2 separate regions of the Mus musculus genome follow, and region 1 is linked to region 2. A link is a contact called in public Hi-C data. All regions are on one chromosome and are shown on one strand. The core of a region is the stretch at or near the end of the contact, and the rest is flanking DNA. Distances in the headings are between cores, read along the strand shown. Region 1 overlaps Rab20 (RAB20, member RAS oncogene family). Region 2 has its middle 34 kb from the start of 9530052E02Rik.

Region 1 (3,384 bases), core at 538-3,037, 480 kb after region 2:
AGACTGTTACACCTTATTTGAGTCAAGGGGTCCATGGAATACAAAATGATGGTGTCTCTGGCTGCTTTCCACCCCGCTTTCCACTACAATTTTCAGCCAGGTGGCAACAAACCCCATCCCATTTTCAACCATTCTGAAATGGCTGTATTTTGACAGGGTACTTATGCCCAGCCAAACAGTGCTAGCCTCCAAATGTATGGCTACTGCCCCACTATAGTCTGCAACACTGACAAGACAGACTTTTGCTTACAAAAGAGAAATACTCCCCCCCAACACACACAAACATGCATGCACACACACACATGCATACATACACATAAATGTCCACATACACATGCATGTATATATACAATACACCCAAACACACACACACACACACACACACACACACACACACACACACACATACACACACACACACACCAGGCATGTCTCAGCACAACTTTTCAGGTTCATAAAATTTCAAACAGCTAGAATGTTATCCATTTGACCACAGATTCCACATGAGAACAGCCACAAGGACACAGAGAGAACATTCCATCAGCCGTGAAAGAATTTTTTTCAAGTCTCTGTAACATAGTTCACTAAGGACAAAGAAAGAATTGTATTACCACCCATGCCTCAAATAGCTTCTGTCCCAGATAAATCTGCCTGATCGGAGGCCTGCAGTGGCAGAACAAACCTGCAATCCAGCACTTGGAGAACTGGAATAGGTGGTTTGACAGTAGTAGGCTAACCTGGGCTACACAGCGAGACCCTGGTCTGAAAAAAAGTAGGATTTGCCTTTGGTAAGTAAATAGTAGTTATATAAAATGAAGACTGCAAACACTGAAGGAAGTAGGAGACATAAGACAGAGAACTCCGAAGGCAGCAGAGGAAGGGCTGCTCAACCAGGCTCGTCATATTATGACCGGCCGTTAATGACAACAGCAAATCAGATAAAGAGCTTCCAGGCTAGTCTTCATGCTCAGATCTCTAGCTCTCCTGGTGGCTAACAGGACTCCCAGGTGGCACCAATGTGGGCAGCGCCCATTGCAAGATGGTCCCAGATAAAAGGAACAGGCACCATGCAGGAGACCCAGGCACTGAGACAGGGCAGAGAAACTGGTTGGCAAGGTGTCTTTCTACCTTATTGGGTTTTCCAAACTCGCTTTGCCTTCATATGTAACATTCCTCATCTGTGCCCTCATCTGTGAACTTGTGCCCAGTCAGGCAGGCTTGAGCAGGTCCCGAGGCCCTCCCCCGACACCCCTCCCCCTGGTAGGACAAGAGCATGTCATTTCCCCCCCCCTCCCCCCCCCCGCCCTGTCTCCTTCCCACTAGGTTCCTGGGTCCCTAGCCAAGCAGCTTGGCTTCCTTGAGAACTAACATTTGACGACTTCCCGGGGATTCCAAAATTGACACAGAAAGTCCCTGTGAGCCAGGCAAGCCTCTCAATGTAAGTTTCCCTACTGCTGAAATGCGGTAGCATCTGTTAGGAATGGTTGAGAAAACAGAATGAGTTTGTCCTGGTAAACAGCTTAGCACTGTACCTAGCATGTGATCACTACATCGAGTTTGACTCCTCCCCCTCACCCCTCTGTGTGTGAGTTCCACACACAGTCAGGGTCTACTATCTCACATACACATCTGCACACTGTCTCTGCGGCTGGCTGGTCACCGGGGCAGCTGACCCATGCTCTGTGTCTCCCTAGTTCTTGAAAAGGACTTTCTCCCCAGTGCTGGTGCTTCTCTGATTCAGGGTTTAAAAAGGGTTAAAAAGGCCCAAGGGCAAACCTAGGGAAATGCCCTACAATAACCCGGGTCAGCTCCCAGGGCTCTGTAAACAGCCCAGCCACTCTCTGCCACACTCCCCAGTCCCCACAGCCAGTTTTTGAGTCCAAATATTGTGAATTTTACTTCCGTGTTCCATATCACTGAATGGGTTGGTTTGTCCTTCAGAAATCACAGATAACCCTACCTGCATACTCTCAATGAGTGGGGCACAGGGGGGTGGCACTTTCAAAAATGCCCGACACTCTGACCCTAGATCCACATGGATCAGGAGATAGATACAATGTGCGGCACTTGTCTGGGTTCCATTACCCAAAACCAGAGAAAATAAACACATTTTTTTTTTAAGTAGCTGCTGAAACGTGAGACTCAGATCACTTCTATAAGCTCCGGGCCAGCCCAGAGAAAGGGGGAGTTTTGTCAAGCAAGCTCTGCCACAAGCATCCCCATAGCCTATTAGCTGGAAGCTGGCAGAGTCCCTGTAATGGTGTAAACAAGGAGAAGCCAAAGAGTCATGTAAGCAGAGATGGGAGCAAGGACAAAGGTCAGAGCCATGAGCTCAGCCTTGGAGGCCCGCATGGCTCAGCCTGGGTTGAGCCCTGATGTGCCTTCCTGTATACTTTGTTTGCATGAAATTACGATTACCCCAGTGTTTTCAAGCTCAACCCGCAGGGGCTACCAGAAAGGTTACTGAGTTCCACTTCATGAAGTCCAGTGAATTTTAAACATCTACAGCCAGCCATCAACTTCCTTTAGTACACAAGAGCTAGAACATTCTTAAAGTATCTGATGCTGGGATGCCCGGTGGAAGTCACGGCTCTCCAGGAATGTTTGCAAAGCCAAATAATTAAATCTTCATGCAGCAAGGAAAAATGGGCCACATGGCTCCCTGGGTCAGTGGTTCTCAACCTGTGGGTCTCAACATCTTTAAGATTGAACGGCCCTTTCACAGGGGTCGTCAAGACCATCAGAAGACGCAGGTGTTTACGTTATGATTCACAACTGTAGCAAAATTACAGTTATGAAGTAGCAACACAAATAATTTTACGGTCGGGGGTCACCACAACATAAGGAACTGTATTAAAGGGTCGCAGGAATAGGAAAGTTGAGCAACCACTGGATTCATGAGATGGGCTGCCCGAGGACCCACTGTCCCCACCTCAGGTAGTAAATACAGAGTGTGGAGTAGTAAGCCACAGGACCTTAGTGCCCACCAACAGGCTTTATCTGAGACTCTTTCATGCACCAGGGCTTCTCTCAGGGAACAATATGGAAGATGTGATAGTGCACGCCTTACTCTCAGCACACAGGAGGATTCGCAAGCCCTTCAGTATGTGGGTAGATCCCTGTGAGCTCAAGGCCAGCCTGGTCTATATAGTGAGCTCAGGACAGCCAGGACTTTGTAAAAAAGATCCTGTCCCTAAAAACAACCAAACAAATAGTACTACCAATGATATCATGGCACAACCTACCTCAGACAGACCACAAGCCAGAGTCTGGTCCAACGATGTCTAGCTGTTCCTGACAGTGTCACAGATGAGCTGGGACCTTCTGTAACTTAGTACTCAGGTTCAGGAATCCCCTAGGAAGTTCCCAGCACCCAGGCAGAAA
Region 2 (3,461 bases), core at 742-3,241:
GGGGACAACTCTGGCCACCACAATAGAGAAGACAGGCGTGAGCGACTAGGAGCTCACAGCTACGCTCTGGGCCACAACCAGTGGCCAACAAGCTGTGGCATAAAGGCCAGAGAAAATGGAGCTGAGGGACATACAGTTCCTGGGTAGAAACCTCTGGAGAAGTATGAAGACGTTTGCATATTTGCCAAACCGTTTGAGAGAGGCTTTGAGAGATGGGTGGAGATGAGTACAGTGGTCTATTCTGAATTTCAGGATCAGGGTGTTCATTCCCAGCACAGTGTAGAGGTTATCAAGCCGGAGTGAGAAAGCCTTGTCCCTCTGGGTACTCGGTATGAATGAATATTCGACTCCAGGCTCTCAGGCAGAAATTGGTTCGGGGCATTGTATGCATTTCATGTCCTCAGCTCAAGTTATTCTGGACCCCCGCCCAGTAGGTAAGCTGAAGGCTCAGGCTAGACATGGGGAGAAGAATTTGGAGGGGGGGCAAAAAAAAGCCCCCAGACACAAGGGCCAAAGATGACTGGCATAGAGATGGAGAAAGCAGTTAGAAATGAGAGGAGAAATTGCACTGGCCCACAAGTCCCCAACAAAACAGAGGGCACATTGCAAATGAGAGACAACAGCCGGCCTGGTCAAGGGGATGTTTTTAAGCACGGAGAAAGGAATGCAGTGTGGTGGGCAGATAAAAGGGCCTTTTAGGGAGCCGCTCTCACACAAAAGCACCTCTGTGGCTTCAAACAAGAGGGCCTGCCTGTAAGTCTCCAAGGTTTCCTAACCCAAATGTGCCCTTACTGATGTGGTTTGGAAATTAACCTGGCTTTTCTTCCCACTGCTGCTTTACATATTAATTAAAGTATTTTCCTCAGGATCGCCTGCAGGCTGGCGAGATTCTACACAGACACTGAGTTTCTGTGGCTTCCAGCCATGCGTGCGTGTGCGTGTGTAGCTCCCTCTGAATTCCTCATTAGTGCAGACACCTCACCCCTATGAACTGTCTCAGGCTCGACTGTGGCCTCCCCTCTAGGGGATGCATGATACAGATAGCTGAGCAGGGAACATGCCCCCTACCCCCCAAGGAACTGCTCCAGCCCACTTCCCTCATTCCTAAGTCTAGCTCTTCCTCGGTTTTTCTTTTTCTCTTCTTCAGCAGCGCTTGGGAGAGGGTGCACAGGACTCACAATGTGGGAAGACATGGCTTGCTTTATTTCCTGATTTTTGAGGGAGTCACGGTAGCTCCATATTTGAAGAGCATGAAAGACCTGGCCAAGGGATATGTGCAGTCACACAGCTGCCTGAGCAACCATCAAACTCTGTCCTGGTTGGAAACTCAGCTTTTGGTAAGGGAAGGTTCACTGTGGTGATAAGGATGTAACCCATCTCCCACCATTACTCTTCCTTTGAGGTCCACACAATAAATGCATCTGCCACCTAAGGAATAGCAGAAGCTCATAGAGGAGTCTTCGGGTGTTGGGATCATGATCCGTACAATGTCATGAGCCCCTTGGGTTATCTTAAACAAACATTTATTTAGTATTACAGGGAATCCATTCGATATAAACCGAAGAACAGGCCAAGAGTAACGGTTTCTACGTGAAATCCCAGCACTTGGGAGGCTAATGCAATTGAAGCTAGCCAGGGCTATGTAATAAATTCCAGACTAGCCTGAGCTATAAAACAATAGCTTAGCTAGTCAACAAAAAAAGAAAAGAAAAAAGAAAAGGCAACTCTAGAAATGACTGGTAATCTGCTACAGGGCAAGGTGACTTCATATGCCGAAGAGTAGATTAGTCTAAAATGTGTGTAATGGAGTTCCAACTTGTAGAAAGAGACATCTGTCCTGCAAAGGGCATGAGCCTTGCATCACATTGAGGCCTTGCACCTGCTGGAAAAGAAACGCCCAACTTTTTCATTGCACGAGGCTAGCAAAGTATTCAGTGAGGTCTTAGTCTTTGCACAAGCAAGAGCAAACAAAGCTTAGCCAACCACTCGGGTCAAATTCTGACCTGAAAGAGTCAATAAAGCCAGCCAGGCAAACACCTATGACCCTAGGAGTAACCCATGCTCAAGAGAACCAAGCTCTGGATCTCCAGGGAAGAAAAATGAGAAGGCCCTGTTTTCTGACTGGTATCTACCATGCAGACATGAAGGGGTTAATTATAACCTAAATTCACCATAATGAGAGAACAGAGGTGTAGGGAAAGGTAGCCTCCTGCTTCTTACACACCAGCCAGCACCCCCCCCCCCGGGAATGTGTCTTTTACATGGCTATGTCCTGTGTGCTGTCCTGTGGCCTTTTCAGACTCACTCAATTAGGGAAAGCTTGTGATGGCCTTCATATGAAAGCCCAGAATGCAGCTTACAATGGATGAAAGAGCTGAGAGATCACATGTGTCCACACAGAGCCTCAGCTTCCGAGACACACACACACACACACACACACAGCATCCCCCTCACCCCCATCCTGCACCCACCCCCTACCCCCCACCCCCCACCCCGAGCCAAGCTGACTGCTGGAGGCAATCAAACTGTGAGGAATGCACAAGAGGCAGAATGCTGCAGACCTCCCAGTGAGGCCCTGAAGCCCTTCCCTCTGAGGGCCCCAGCATACCCCTCCCCAGCACTGAGGTCCAAAAGCACAACAGGATATCCAGGGCAGTACCTCCCTCAGCATGCCTGTCTGCTTGGACACAAAATTTGAGACAGAGCAGGATTAAGTTATCATAGAAAAAAAAATGTCATGAACTGAGTTAACCGAATCCTCTAACAGGGTTTGGCTCTATGGAAGAGCAAATCCCCACCTACAGAATAGCTAAAGGCTGTGAGAAAAGGCAGATCTCCTGTCTAGTGCCATCCCAGGATCCTGTACGGCAGAGGGCATGGGACTCCCCAACCCCAAGACTACCTACTGTGATACCACCTGGAAAATAAATGCCCAGATAATGTAACAGGAAGCTAGCAAAGTAATCAACAAGTGCCTACTATGTGCACACACAGAAGTGGAACAAAGCTTACCCAACCACACAGGTCAAATTCTGATAGGAAAGAGACAATAAAGCTAGCCAGGCAAATATCCAGGACATTCAGCAAGTGACAGATGTTCAGCAGATAGAAAACAGCAAAGGAGTCTATGAGACAGAGGCGGTGGCTGGAGTTTCTACTGTAAATGAGTTAGGAGGTTTTCTTGAGAACCATTTTGGGATTACCTACAATAATCTTAGTTGATGACTTGGGAGGTGATTCCATTAAATGCCTGGGGAAACATCTAGGAGGAAGGATGTGCAAATGAGGAAGTTGGCTCGGGAGACGGTGGGATCTCCTCCACCTTGCTTGAGGAGTCTTGAGAGGGCTAGTAGGGTCATGGCGAAAGTGGGGGTCAACTCTATAGCATGCTGGCCCATGACAGGAGAGCACAGATAAAAGCCTAGCTCTGAAGGCAGAAGGTCATCCCGAGGGCAAGGGGA

The links. A called contact is a pair of places that touch in the nucleus more often than the background predicts.
Region 1: a contact with region 2 is called in a Hi-C map of liver, with 4 times the contacts expected there. The contact joins two enhancer-like sites. A contact is called at or near these places in 1 of 484 Hi-C or Micro-C datasets (liver) and 1 of 115 datasets of contacts at active chromatin or transcription factors (pancreatic cancer cells).

The regions. Positions count from the first base shown.
Region 1 is chr8:11,456,909-11,460,292 of GRCm38.p6, forward strand. The region is part of intron 1 of Rab20 (RAB20, member RAS oncogene family); the gene reads right to left. Among named protein-coding and RNA genes, the nearest start is that of E230013L22Rik, 19 kb to the right of the region's middle. Within about 2 kb of position 1,788, at least 64 of the 459 cell types and tissues checked have an H3K27ac peak or open chromatin away from gene starts, as enhancers often do. A contact at or near this core is called in liver, where this site is marked.
Region 2 is chr8:10,972,365-10,975,825 of GRCm38.p6, forward strand. No RefSeq gene overlaps it. Among named protein-coding and RNA genes, the nearest start is that of 9530052E02Rik, 34 kb to the right of the region's middle. Within about 2 kb of position 1,992, at least 30 of the 459 cell types and tissues checked have an H3K27ac peak or open chromatin away from gene starts, as enhancers often do. A contact at or near this core is called in liver, where this site is marked.